2 separate regions of the Gossypium hirsutum genome follow, and region 1 is linked to region 2. The links are chromatin contacts, called in public Hi-C maps. All regions are on one chromosome and are shown on one strand. The core of a region is the stretch at or near the end of the contact, and the rest is flanking DNA. Distances in the headings are between cores, read along the strand shown. Region 1 holds the start of LOC107908410 (MADS-box transcription factor 23-like). Region 2 holds the start of LOC107907726 (gamma-glutamyl peptidase 5).

Region 1 (6,329 bases), core at 3,367-5,866, 140 kb before region 2:
CCAAGCAATAAAAATGAATAGAAAGCACTACACCAATCAAAACCACTAACACACTCAAACCTTAGTTTAAAAGCACTGAATGGTGCAGACGATTCTATGATCTTTTGTGAAGATAGTGAAACTAAGCTACAAAATAAGAAAAGGGTCTTAAAATGTTTTCAAATATATAAGCTTAAAATCGCTATGCAAAAGACTAGGATTTTGGCATCAACTTGGTTCTCCTGGTTATTAAGAAGTCGGCTACTTCTATCGGATATTCAGTGGGCGTCTTACTTATGAATTACCTCGAACTTTCATTGGATTACCCTAAAAATTTTGCCAATAGTTGGGTTGTCCCAATGAAATTTGAACTCTCTAAGAGCGTACTTGGTAGAGTGAGAAGAAATTTGATTTGATAATTTGATAAATTGAAAGGGTGGAAAAATATAAAGATGAAAAATATAATTTTTCTTTCCATGGGTATGCTTGGTAGGAAAGGTGAAAAAATTAAAAGAAAAAATAATTTTCTTTTCATTCATTGCTAGATTTATTTTTTTCATTTTTTTCTCTCTCCTCATTCCAATTTGGAAATATTTATTTTTTTTATGCATTAGGATGAAAAATAATCATCTCTATCCTATCTTATTTCCTCTCTTGTTTTTCCCAGCCAAACACACTCAAATTTTATTCTCTTTCCACTTTTCCGCTCTCTCCTCCCATCCCTCTACTTTTTCAAACAATCAAGCACATCCTAAGAGAGGCATTATCTCCGCTTCTTTTGCTCATGTTTTTGTTACAATGATTTAGAATCAATTCAATACTTATTCTTCACATGTGATAGGGCTTGGAGACTAGCAAATTTTTTGTTCACTTTGGAATTTGGTATTACCCAAGAATCTCTATCCTATTTTCTTTCCACTTTTCAGCTCTCTCCTCTTATCCTTCTATTTTTTCACCCAACCAAACACACCCTAAAAGAGGTATTATCTACGTTTCTTCTACTACATGTTTTTGTTTCAATGATTTAGAATTAGTTAAACACTTATTCTTCACATGTGATAAGGCTTGGAGACTAGCAATTTTTTTTGTTCACTTTGGAATTTGGTATTGCCTAACAATCTGAATGTTTCTTTTTCATTGTTTGGCGACATGGTTTGCCTCCCAACCGGGTGCTAAAGTTTTGAGAAGGACTTTTTTTGCCATCTCCGAGTCAATTTGGTTGTTTAAGAATGATATGTTGTTTAATGGTAAATTGTTGGATTGGGAGTAACTTGTTAAGCTTGCTAAGCTAAGATTAGCTTGGTGGTGGCTAAGTGCCAATGTTCTTGGTACTAATAAGGTGGTTCTCTTGGAAAAGTTTGTTCCTTTAAATAAGTTGCAAATTCAAAGTTTGTGAAGGGCCTAGTCCTTTTCGGAGCTAGATTTTCAGAAGTTTAGTGTTGACGACTCTTTTATGGGGATGGAGAATATCACACAAACTTATCTTGGAAAGTGGCAATGCTAATATTGTGTGTTGCAGGGCTGAGCAAAAGAAACTGGGAAAATCGAAAAATCGACTTGAACCGATGCATTTAATTTAGTTCAATTTTAAATTGATGTTCTCACTCAAACCTCACAATTCAGTTTAGTTTTGGTTTTTCCACATGGGACCTATTATATCTAAATCAAACCAAATGAAAAAAAAAACATGTTTAAAGAAATGATCATAATAGAATTATAGATGGACCATTTTAATATATATATATAGACTAATTCATTTATCTCAATTATTATTATGTCATTTAAAAAAGCTAAATTCAATTATTATTATGTCATTTAAAAAAGCTAAATATACTCATACAAAAAATTAAAGTTATGGAAGTCTTTCATAAAAAAAAGTTATGAAAGTTTAATTTTATATTAGTTTAAGTGGATGATTCTTTAAATATGATAATTATAATTATAAGCATAATCATAATTCTAATTTTAGAAAAATAGTTTATGGAACTTTATAATATTTTATTTAGGCATAATTATAAATTTAGCTTTCAACGTTTACATCTTTCATCAATTAGATCTTTTTTTAACTAAATTTGACTATTAATCTTTTAAAAAGAGTCAAAATACTTTTTAGAAGAAATGATGATCAAAACATTAATTTTTTAATGATGTTGGTGGCAACTCGCATGGAGTCCACGTGTGCTTTATGCTAACATGACACTATTTGTTTAATATGTCACATTAACAAATAATTTAAAAATTATTAAAAATATTCAAATAATAATAAAAATAAATTTGAAAAATATAAGAAGTTAATACAAATTAGCATTAAGTATATGTGGCTTACCTTACAAGCTATCATGTTTAAAAAGTGACCGTTTTACTCAGTATTTCTGTTAAAAAATAACAATTAATACTTTTTAAAATGTTAATGGTCAAATTCGATACTTCTTAAAAGGTTAGAGGCCAAATTTAATTTAAAAAAAGTCAAATTGACAAAAAATATAAACATTAAGGGGCTTAATTTGTTATTATGTTTTTCATTTATAAAAAAACAATCATTCACAAGTTGTCAATTATATATATTGTTTATATGACATTTTGCAATGACTTAGTTATAACTAATTAAAGAAAGCAACTAATTAAAAGAAACAATACAATAAAACATTAGGTATATGAATGATTTATGTATTAGTTTTCTTTTAACTTCAAATAATTTTTTAAGAGTCTTGTGAATAATTACGATATTATTTAATTATTTAATTCACTTATAAATATATAAATAAAGCTAAAGTATGTATTGTGATTGTGGTGAAAAAAATCGAAAATTACGGTATTTTTTTACGAATAAAGTCAAAATTTAAAAAAAAAACTACCGAATCAAATCGTAATTATTAGTTTGAAACCCCAAAATTTCAAACCTAGATCTTCTCAGATTCTAGTCCTTGCCTACATCAGTTGGGCAATCTCAAAAAGCTTTTAGCTTAGAGGTGTGGGTGCCGAAATTATAAGGGGAGAAAAGAGCAAAAACAAATGGGTTTCTTCTAAGGGTTTAAATTTTGTATTTTTTGGCTTTTTTAATTGAAATTACGTGGAAACTCATCATACCTACGTGTATTAGCCAGCTAAGACCAAAATAACGATGTGTAAACTACCAAAAAAAAATTCATGCCATCTAAAGGTTTATTGACTTATTTGCTTAAAATAAAAATTTTATTTTAGATGATGAACTAACATTTATAAGCATAAATTTAAAAATATTTTATTATCATTGTTTAATAAAAAATGCATTAATTATAAAATATCATAATTATAGTATCTTTTATAAATTTCAAGTAGTTAGCTCAAAAGAATTTTCCATAATCATGCTGCAAAATTTATGCAATCCAAATCTATGTACCTCCTTCAAATTAAATATAATATAGAAATACCCTTTCTATAATTTTTCTCCCAACTACTCTAACCAAGATATATATGCATGCATGCATGCATCAATCTCTCTAAGCCAATGAAAAATGGTGTAATTTAGCCAAGATTACACTTCCCCATTCTTAATTTTCTTCGTTTGCTCATCTCCATGCACACACATATATGTATGTGTACATATATAGCTTTTTTTTGCTAAGTCTATACGTATACATATTCCTTTGAAAGTAATAGCAAGTGTGTTCATGATGGGGCCTATGAGAACTATTCAAACAATCAGCCTTAAAGGTGACTTCTAATGGGTATGAGATCTGAATCCAATCATTATTTTGTAACTCCATTATTCTTTGACTATGACCTCTTTTTGAAAAAAATTCAAGTCTGTAAACTATATCCTAAGATTCTTTGTTTCATACTTCATAGTTCATACCAAAATTTCCAGTTAGTGAATGAAAACAATTAAAGAGGACAACCTATTGTAAAAATAGCAAACTCAGATCATCAGAACAAGGATTATAATTCATAATGTTAAACAGAACCCCACAATTAGATGATGTATACAAACATTATTACTATATATAGTTCAATTAATTTGTTTTTTTTTTCGTAGTGTGAAGTTGAAATTGTTAGCATGTATTTTGGCTTTGCTAAAGAAGAGAAAGGGGAAGTAAATTTCGTAATTAAAAACAATGTTAGTCAGAAATTTTTTTATTTCTTCAAATATATATATATACTCATAGAATTCATACTTATCTTGAATCGAAATAACCATGCAAAATCTTCAATGTCTTTTAGTAATCTCAAACTTCTTGATTTTCAAACTTACTGTTTGCATGCATGTTGACGACAATGGAAGGGAAAAAAAAAGGTGGTGAACTCTACTTCATGTTAGCCTTAAAAAGGAAGGGGCTAAGAAAAAGGAATAAAACCCAATCTTTTATAATAATTATTAGTAATAACTGGAAAAAAAAAGGATAACAAAATTATTATTAAATAAAATAAATAAAAACACATCAAAAAAAATGAAAAAGGAAAGAAAGAGAAACTGACCTAGTACTGGCATAATCGTAAAGCTTGCCGGTGCTGGAAAAGATGATTAATCCAACTTCAGCATCGCAAAGGATCGATAACTCCCTCGCTTTCTTCAGCAATCCATTTCTTCTCTTAGAGAAAGTTACTTGCCTGCTCGTTGAATTGTCGATTCTTCGAATCACTAACTTCCCTCTTCCCATATCCCCTCTGTTTATAATAATTTATCCTTCCTTTCAATCTTAGGGTTTTTAATCGCTTCTATTCTCCTAGATCGCCCCCAATTTCAGCCCTAGAAAATCTCAGATCAATGTCCCGAAATAAAACTCAAGCCAAATTTACAATAAAACTAATTAGAAAAAAGTCAAAATAGAAAGAAAATATGATTTCGAGCAGTTAAAAGATGAATTAGATATAGATCGTATATATATAAAGACAAAAGCTTACTTGTTTTAAGATAACTACTGAAGCGACGCAAGTTCTTTTCCTCTTTCTTTTTTTTTTCTCTTTTTGGAAGAGAAAGTTTTTGAGAAAAGTAGAAAGAAAAATTGAACTCGATGGAAGACGAAATTATATTTATGCTGTAAATGGAAAGCTTAAAGCGGTTTTCAAACATCAAATGAAAACCTCTTTTTGGACTTAAAACATGGAGCCCGAAACAGCTTAGCGGTTTTATTAAGGAATTTACATTTCGTTTAATAGGGCTTACGCGCGAGTGTGTGGATCACTTTTGTACGCGCTACATATGAGTGACGTCTGTCGCAGTGAATCAAACAAAGCAGTGTCGACATCCGGAAGAGAATCGGGAGAACTGTTGGAGTCGCAAACATAGATTTGAATGGACACGTTTCAGGAGATGAAAGCGAATAGGGTAATGTATGTACTCGAAGGTGGGTTGGAGAGAGAGTATCCTCGGACTGTCAGACTGCCCCCCCAGGATTCGTGGGTGGACGGGCGTGGAAGTAGTGAAAAAAGTGGAAAGTGAAAGCACTATGGGGTTGACGTATAGATGATCGACACGTTTGCTACAAAATCGAGGGCCGTACAATTATTTTATTTGTCAAGGACTTTTTTTTCCTTTTTCCTAATTGGTTGGGGGAAATAATTGCCCTACTCTTTCTGTTATTGACAAATGAATTAATTTCAACTTGTAGGTTTCCATTCCAAAGGATATTTTTCCTTTTTAAATAATATATATACAATTATTAAAGTAGACCTGTACATGGGTTGGGTAATAGGTTGGGTAAGTAAGCTTGGTTCAGTTCGAATTTAGGCTTAGATAATGAGTTTTAACTTTAGATTAGTTTAGTTAAACTAAATTTAAGTTTAAATTTAAATTTTTTCTAAAATACGATCGCGGGTTGATTCAACTCGTATACATATGTAAATTAGAGTAGTCAATATTGTATCAATTGGATTATTGTTTTTGTTTTGAACTAGAGGTGTAAATAAGATACTAGTGCTTGCAACTTATTCTAGTTTAACTTGAAAAAGAATTAATTTTGATTTAGTAATTATCAAGCTGAGATCAAGCTCTAGTGGCTCAAGCTATATAAATTCATACTAGTTGAGCTTGAGCTTACAACTATTTGAGTTCAACTCGACTTGATTACACCCTATTTCGAATGCTCATAAAATTTACACTATTTTGTTTTGAATTTATCAACATTTTCTAAAATTTCTTAGCATCTATACTACTTATAAAGTCTTAATTGAATTGTTGTCACGAATTACCCAGACACCAATTTAATTCAGGTAACAATAAATAAATGAAAAAAAAATTAAAAAACAACAAATTTTATTATAAAAGTATTTACAACTTTTAATAAATTTATAATTGTTTTTAAAATAAATAACTTAAACTACAACCTTAAAACAAACCTTAAAAATGAACGAGTTGTTAAATTAAAAACAAA
Region 2 (6,795 bases), core at 2,094-4,593:
AAAATATTTAATGATATTAATAATTGAATTATCGTATTTAAATTAAAAAGGTAAGATTATTTATTTTTTAACTTTTTAAGATTAAATTTTAAATTATAATCAAGCACCACAGCAAAAGATTGATAGCACTTTCAACTTGAATAAAAACCACAATCAAATTATATTAAACTATCATAATCAGAAAATTTGTTGCTTTGTCAATCTCAATAACAACTGATAGCTCCTTTGGGATGTCTTCAAACACTTGCGTAATTAAACTCCTCTCCGAAGCCATCTTGACAAATCGATTAACAACTTAATTTCTCTCTCTTGAAATGTGCTTGAATTTCTATTGATCTATGATCTGTAAAATCATGTGGATCATTCTAATCAAAGCTGAAGTTAAATAAGATAAATGAGTATATTGAAGAGCTTTGACAACCTCTAAACTATCTAGTATCTGTATGGATCAAAAGATTATTATGTCTATTTCTTTGGACAAGAGTCAAACCATCCAAAATTCCTTAGAGTTTTGCATCGAAAATAAAGTAAAATCTCAAATATCAATTGTATCTAATGATTCGTTCCAATTTTACTTATATATCGCCTCTATCCAATTGCGACCCACCCTACATTCAACTTAACAGCTCCATCAATATATAAAGAGATCCACTTACCTATCAAAAGAACTATTATCAAGTTCAAACTGTCCATGGCAAACCCTGTTTAAATGCTAACGTATATTATTTTTTCTAACTCACTAAGACTTAATAAGTTCAGGATTCAACCTCTTTAATTCAATAAATAAGTACCAAAATCAATACATGAAGCTGAAGGTACAATAAATAAATCAATCAATTAAAGCAGAAAAAAGGTTACTAAAAGCGCGATCCTTTAAAATGTAGCGTAATTATATTTACTGAAACAAATGTTTAATATATCCCAAAAGTCCGGTAAGTAAAATCAATCCCTTTAATGAAAATATATTATATATAATAGAAATTTTATCACAAGTAAAAAAATTATAAATTTAAAAAATATGTATTTTTATATAATAAACAATGAAACGTATGTTAATCATAATAAAACATAAAATATGTACGGCATCAAGATAAAAAATTAGATATACAACATGTAGAAATAATAAATCATGCATATATTAAAAAAATGTGTTAAAAACATCAAATTAAACTTTAAGTTGAGTGGTAATTTAAGATTTTACTAATCAAATTGGCACGAGTTTAAATCTTATTATATGCATATTTTTCTTGGTTTTTATTAAAATGAAAAGATTAAAATATCCTCGAATTATATGACTCATTTTTATTATGGAAGGATATATCCGTAATTTTTAACTAAGTTTATACCTGATTTCTTGATTTTTATTAAAATGAAAATATTAAAATATCTTCAAATAATATGACTCATTCTAATTATGGAAGAACATATCCTTAATGTTCTAATCGAGTTGATACTCAATTAATTTTAACACTAATTTAATCATAGATTTTATTAATAGTATAGATAGTATTAATTAGTTGCAATTAAACTTTATTTGCTTAATTATCTATTGATATTTTTAATAGACTTTTTATTTGAGAATCTAGTATTTTAATATCTATACCCTTAACAATAATTTTTAAGATCCAAATTGATAATTATCTTAATGTCACTTTATCAGGTTTACTATATATAAACATTTTTTTTTCTGACAGAAATGTAGGGCCTATTCTTCATGCTTAAAAAATTACTTTTGACTTAAAAAATACTTTTAGAAGAAGAGCTGTACAGAATAAGTTGCTTTTGGCTGAAATTTTTAACTTTTCAGAAATATTTTTTCTCTCCCAAAAGCACTTTTGGTGCTTAATTACTTTTTCACCCATCCAATAACATAGTACTTTCTTTTTTTTTCTTGGTGCTTAATTACAAATGTGTTAAAATCATTAATTAAAAATAAAAAAATATTTTTTTAAAATACTAATTACAAATATTTAAATATTTAAAATATAATTTATATATTCTAATTAAATTTTATAAATAATTAATATTTATTGCTTAAAAATATTTAAAATTTATATTTCATATATTAAAATATTAACAATAAGTTATAATAAATTTTTATATTCTTACTAAAGTATAATAATATTAACTAATTTAAATATTATTTAAATGCATATTTGTTACTTGATAATAACATGTCTTGAACATTTTATTTCTCAAAAGCACTTTTTGATAGCAACGATAAACACTAAAATTTTAAATTAAACTTTTCAAAAGCACTTTTCAAAAGCATTGCCAAACTAGCCCGTAGAAATATATCTTTATCCAATAATATAATAAAAGATGAATATAGTTGGTCTTCATACGATGGTCTGATGGTTAAGGGTGTTTACTGTCTCAAGTGTGTTCTTGATTTAAGTTGCGCTAGTCGCCTTTGTTGTTCGGACTTTACTCTATTATTATAATTCACCAAAAAAATGAATTGATATATTTTTAAAATTTGAATTTACGATTCAAATATTTTATTATCACATATATAATATCGTGTCAATTTGTGATATTCACATAAAATCACAAAAAAGAAACTACATTATTTTAGTTGATAGATTTAACAAGTAACGATTGAGATAAAGATTGAATTTTCAAAATTTTAAAAAATATAAAAATTAAAAATAATTAAATTAAGAATCAATGATTAAATCTACAAGTTATGCTTCCTACAAGAGTAATAGCAAATTTTAACCCAACATATATAAATGAATATATATAAAAAATATTAATATGTTAATATATAAAAGGCTTAAATATATTATTTGGTACTCGAGTTTGATATTTTTTTTCTAATGTGGTACATGTATTTGACAAAAATTATTTTATTTTGGTATTTGAAGGTAAAAGGGTTAATTTTTTTTGTTTAATTTGGGTTTTAGGGTTAATTTGATGAAAGTTAATTGCTAATATTATTATGTTTGAATTTTTCATGATTTTTAATGGAATAAAAGTAATGTTAATTGTAAATTTATTTAATTTTACATTTAGTTTATCAAATAAATTTGGTTTTAAAATAAATTTGGTAAAATTTAATTACTAATCTTATTAGTTAATTAAAAATTTTCATTAAATCAATTTTAAATCCTAAAATTAAACACTAAAAAAATTAATATCGTTAGCTCCAAATATTAAAAAAATATATTTTTGTCATCACATTAGACTAAAAAATAATACAAATACCACATAAAAAAAGTCAGATTCATATTTGTATTAAGTCTATATAAAATATGGATTTTAATATATCAAAATTATATAAATATAAAAACAATAATTGTCAATGACTATAAAACCATCTAATTCGGTAAGCCAGCTGTGAAGGAGAAGGGCAAATTGGGCAAAGCATATCTGCTAAGGCCATAGTTTTAATTGAGGTTACCTAATCCTCACCATAATAAACGCTCAAAAATCTTTAACATTCCTAAAACAACACACCAAGAGGAACAGCAAAATCTCTCTCACTCTGCAAATCATAGAGAGAGAACTTTTTTTTATCTCTTTCACTCTCTTTCTCTCTCTAAACATTCAAGCTTTAGCCTTCAACACATCTATATTTATAAAGAGAAAGAGAGGGGGAGATAGTTCTTGTTTTAAGGATTTGAAATTATTATTATTATGGGGGATGGGAAGAGATTTGCTGTGCTTCTGTGTGCGGAGGATTCCGATTATGTTAAGAAGAGGTACGGAGGATATTACGGGGTGTTCGTCGAAATGCTAGCGGAGGACGGCGAGGCGTGGGAAGTTTTTAAGGTGGCCAATGGCGAGTTCCCTGACGATGATGAGATCGCGAACTTTGACGGCTTCGTTATAACCGGGAGTTGCAATGATGCGCATGGGAACGATGTTTGGATCTGCAAATTGATTGCTCTTTTGAAAAAATTGGATTCCATGAACAAAAAAGTTCTCGGGATTTGCTTCGGTCATCAGGTATTTTTTTTTTCATTTCCTTTGAATTCGTGAATTTTCTTTTACAGCATTCGATTGTTTGTTAAAAATTTCTGTTGAACATTTCAAACTGGAACCTTCGCTTTTGGGATTTTTCTGAGAATATCTTAGCCGGAAAATGAACTCAAATCCTCATTAATATTAGGGGTAAAAAAAATAAAAACAAACTAGTTTCCTTTTGTCAGTTCCGATTACTGAAATTAATATACATGGAAAGCCCTGAGCTATCCAAGTATTTGAAAAAACGTGTTTCAACTCAGTTTTAGGATTGTGATCCCTCGGGCTTCGAGTCGACTCGTCAAAAAAGGGTGGTCCATCAACTGTCGCTCTCTGAACTGAGTCACAAAACAGTTGCAGATTGCTCCGCTTTAAGAAATACTATAAATTTGAATTAATCTATTTAGAGTATAATTTTAATAAATAACTAAAATATTAAAATATATTTTCATAATTTTAAAATTTTAAAATTATAAAAAAATTAAAATATTTTACTAAAATAATTTTTAAATGAAAATAAAATATATTATCTTAAAATTCAACTTCACAAATTTTAAAAACCGTATTATGTTGTCATAATTAAAATACAATCTTAGTTTAAAAAAATAAAATGAAAAAATAGTTATAAAATTTTTTAAGACTTGAATTAGTAATTTTGATATAAAATATCTAAAATACTAAAGAAAATAATTAAGAATATAAAAATAATTAGTTAAATCAATTAAAAAAATAATGTCTTGATTAAAATACAAATAATGAAAGTAATGGAATTTGGAAAAAAGATATAAATGAATTGTTACACTTTTCCTAAAATAAACTATTGATAATAAAATAAAATTATATGTTCAATTACAAAAACTTGATTTTTTTGGTATTTTATTGCAAATGCATACTTTGAAAATTTTAAATATTAGATAACCAATTTGGATAATAAGTTAGTAACCCTTCAACAAACTAATAATGGTTTTTTACAATATATTCAATTTTTTGTATAATATTGAAAATAATGTAAATAGATAATAGACTAATTATTTTAATTAAATTTAGAGAAAAAATTAAAATTTTTGTAAAAAATAACTTTAAAATTTAAATGAGTAGATGAATGATTATTAAATCAAAATTTAAAAGTAAATATAATAAAAATATATAATTTTTATTTACAATTTGTTTGAATTTTGTATTCCACAATAATTTTTTTTTAAATTTCTTTTAAAAATACTCGCTTCCATTCAATCAAAGAAAATATTAATGTAAGCGTCAGCATTTAGGGTGGTGCCAACCTCTTGGCAGGGGCTCAATTTTTATTTGATTCCAAAATAATAAAATTTTAAAAAATTTATAAACTATTAAAATAATAAAATTACATTTTAACTTTTATAATAATATATAATTAAATGTTGCCATTCTGACTTTTTCCTTATCCACCGTATCAATTTTTATCCAGCATTTTATAATTTAGTTTATTATCTATATATAATTAGATTTTTAAATTTTGAAAAAATGTGAAATAATAAATCTTCAGCATTGCTTTTTTTAAATGTTCTTCTTAACAATTTCATAAGTTTTGATCATATCTATTCTTTTTGACCCCATGCTTACAATTCTCTATAAACTCTTCCCAACTCATAAATGGGAGGATAATGCGTTTCAGCGCAATTGAACCCACGTCTTCTTGCATTGACAATAATACACATATCAATCGAATTAAGATTTTATCATCTTTCTTTTAATAATTTTGAAATGGAAATGGTTAGGTGTGCAAAAATTATTAGAATTATTTCACGTGTACAAAATGTTATTGTCAATATGGTTGGATTCTAATATTCACAAAGGGCCCAAGTTTAGGTGGTGGGAAAGTGTTTTGAACATGCACTTCATTCTGGTATGATATGAGCCATTATTTACACGTAGTACGTGTTTCTTTTTCCTTTTGGTTAGCGTGTAATTTGCTCTTTAGTATATTACATAGAAATTCTTACCATTCAAGTCGATGAATTTGTGTTTTATTGTAATATATTAGTTGATAATAAATTGACTCTTTAGGGAGGGGAAGATGACTGACAACCTTCTTTTTCCTTTCAAATTTATCTTTAGCTTTATAAATAAAATAGATTTCAATTTATCTTTAGAAAATCTAAAACTTTAGGGGGGAAAAGGAAACTGTTCTTTTAAATAATTCTTATTTTCTAAATTATTTCTATAGTATCAAAACATTTGATAAATTAAAACTGAAATAAAAATATTGGTGTTTGCCTAACACATGGCTGAGATGAAAGTGTGGGATTTTTGGATTTTTTTTATTGGGAATTGGATATGCTTTCCACTAGATGCATAATAGCTTAATCTTACGTTTCTGTATAATTTCTAGAATGTACGTACTCTCAATCAAAACCATTATAACTTTTTTTATATGTTTTAAAACTTCACAATAATATGTTGGGATAAATACGTTCCCTATTAAAATATGCACAGCCCAAGAAAATTGTCGACAAGATAAGTTTTAGTTTATGCATAAAACGTGTTTGACACCTCATTGTGTTATTTTTTTTGTCGGGTCATGGAATTTGGTATCCTTTTGCTCCGTGCTTATGCCATAAAAAAGTAATTTGTTGTTATTTTAATCAGATTCTCAGTCGAGCACTGGGAGGAAAAACAGGGCGAGCCATCTCAGGGTGGGATATTGGAGTGACAGCCATTCATTTGTCATCGTCTACATCTACACTCTTCTCATCTCTGAATATTCCGACCACTCTTTCGGTGATTGAGTGCCACCAAGATGAGGTTTTGATTGGTTAGCTCGGTAAATGATCAAACCATTTTTACATT

What was found. Hi-C and Micro-C count contacts between places; a contact is called where the count stands out from the background.
Region 1: a Hi-C map of leaf shows a contact between it and region 2, with 2.1 times the contacts expected there. The contact joins the promoter of LOC107908410 here to the promoter of LOC107907726 in region 2. A contact is called at or near these places in 6 of 34 Hi-C or Micro-C datasets (callus, hypocotyl and leaf).

Annotation. Positions count from the first base shown.
Region 1 is chrD02:68,804,734-68,811,062 of Gossypium_hirsutum_v2.1, reverse strand. It overlaps LOC107908410 (MADS-box transcription factor 23-like), which reads right to left and starts at 4,616. Exons shown (of 7, transcript NM_001327001.1): 1 at 4,435-4,616. The coding sequence starts at 4,616.
Region 2 is chrD02:68,663,514-68,670,308 of Gossypium_hirsutum_v2.1, reverse strand. LOC107907726 (gamma-glutamyl peptidase 5) reads left to right here and starts at 3,343. Exons shown (of 4, transcript XM_041089152.1): 1 at 3,343-3,954; 2 at 6,595-6,750. The coding sequence starts at 3,643.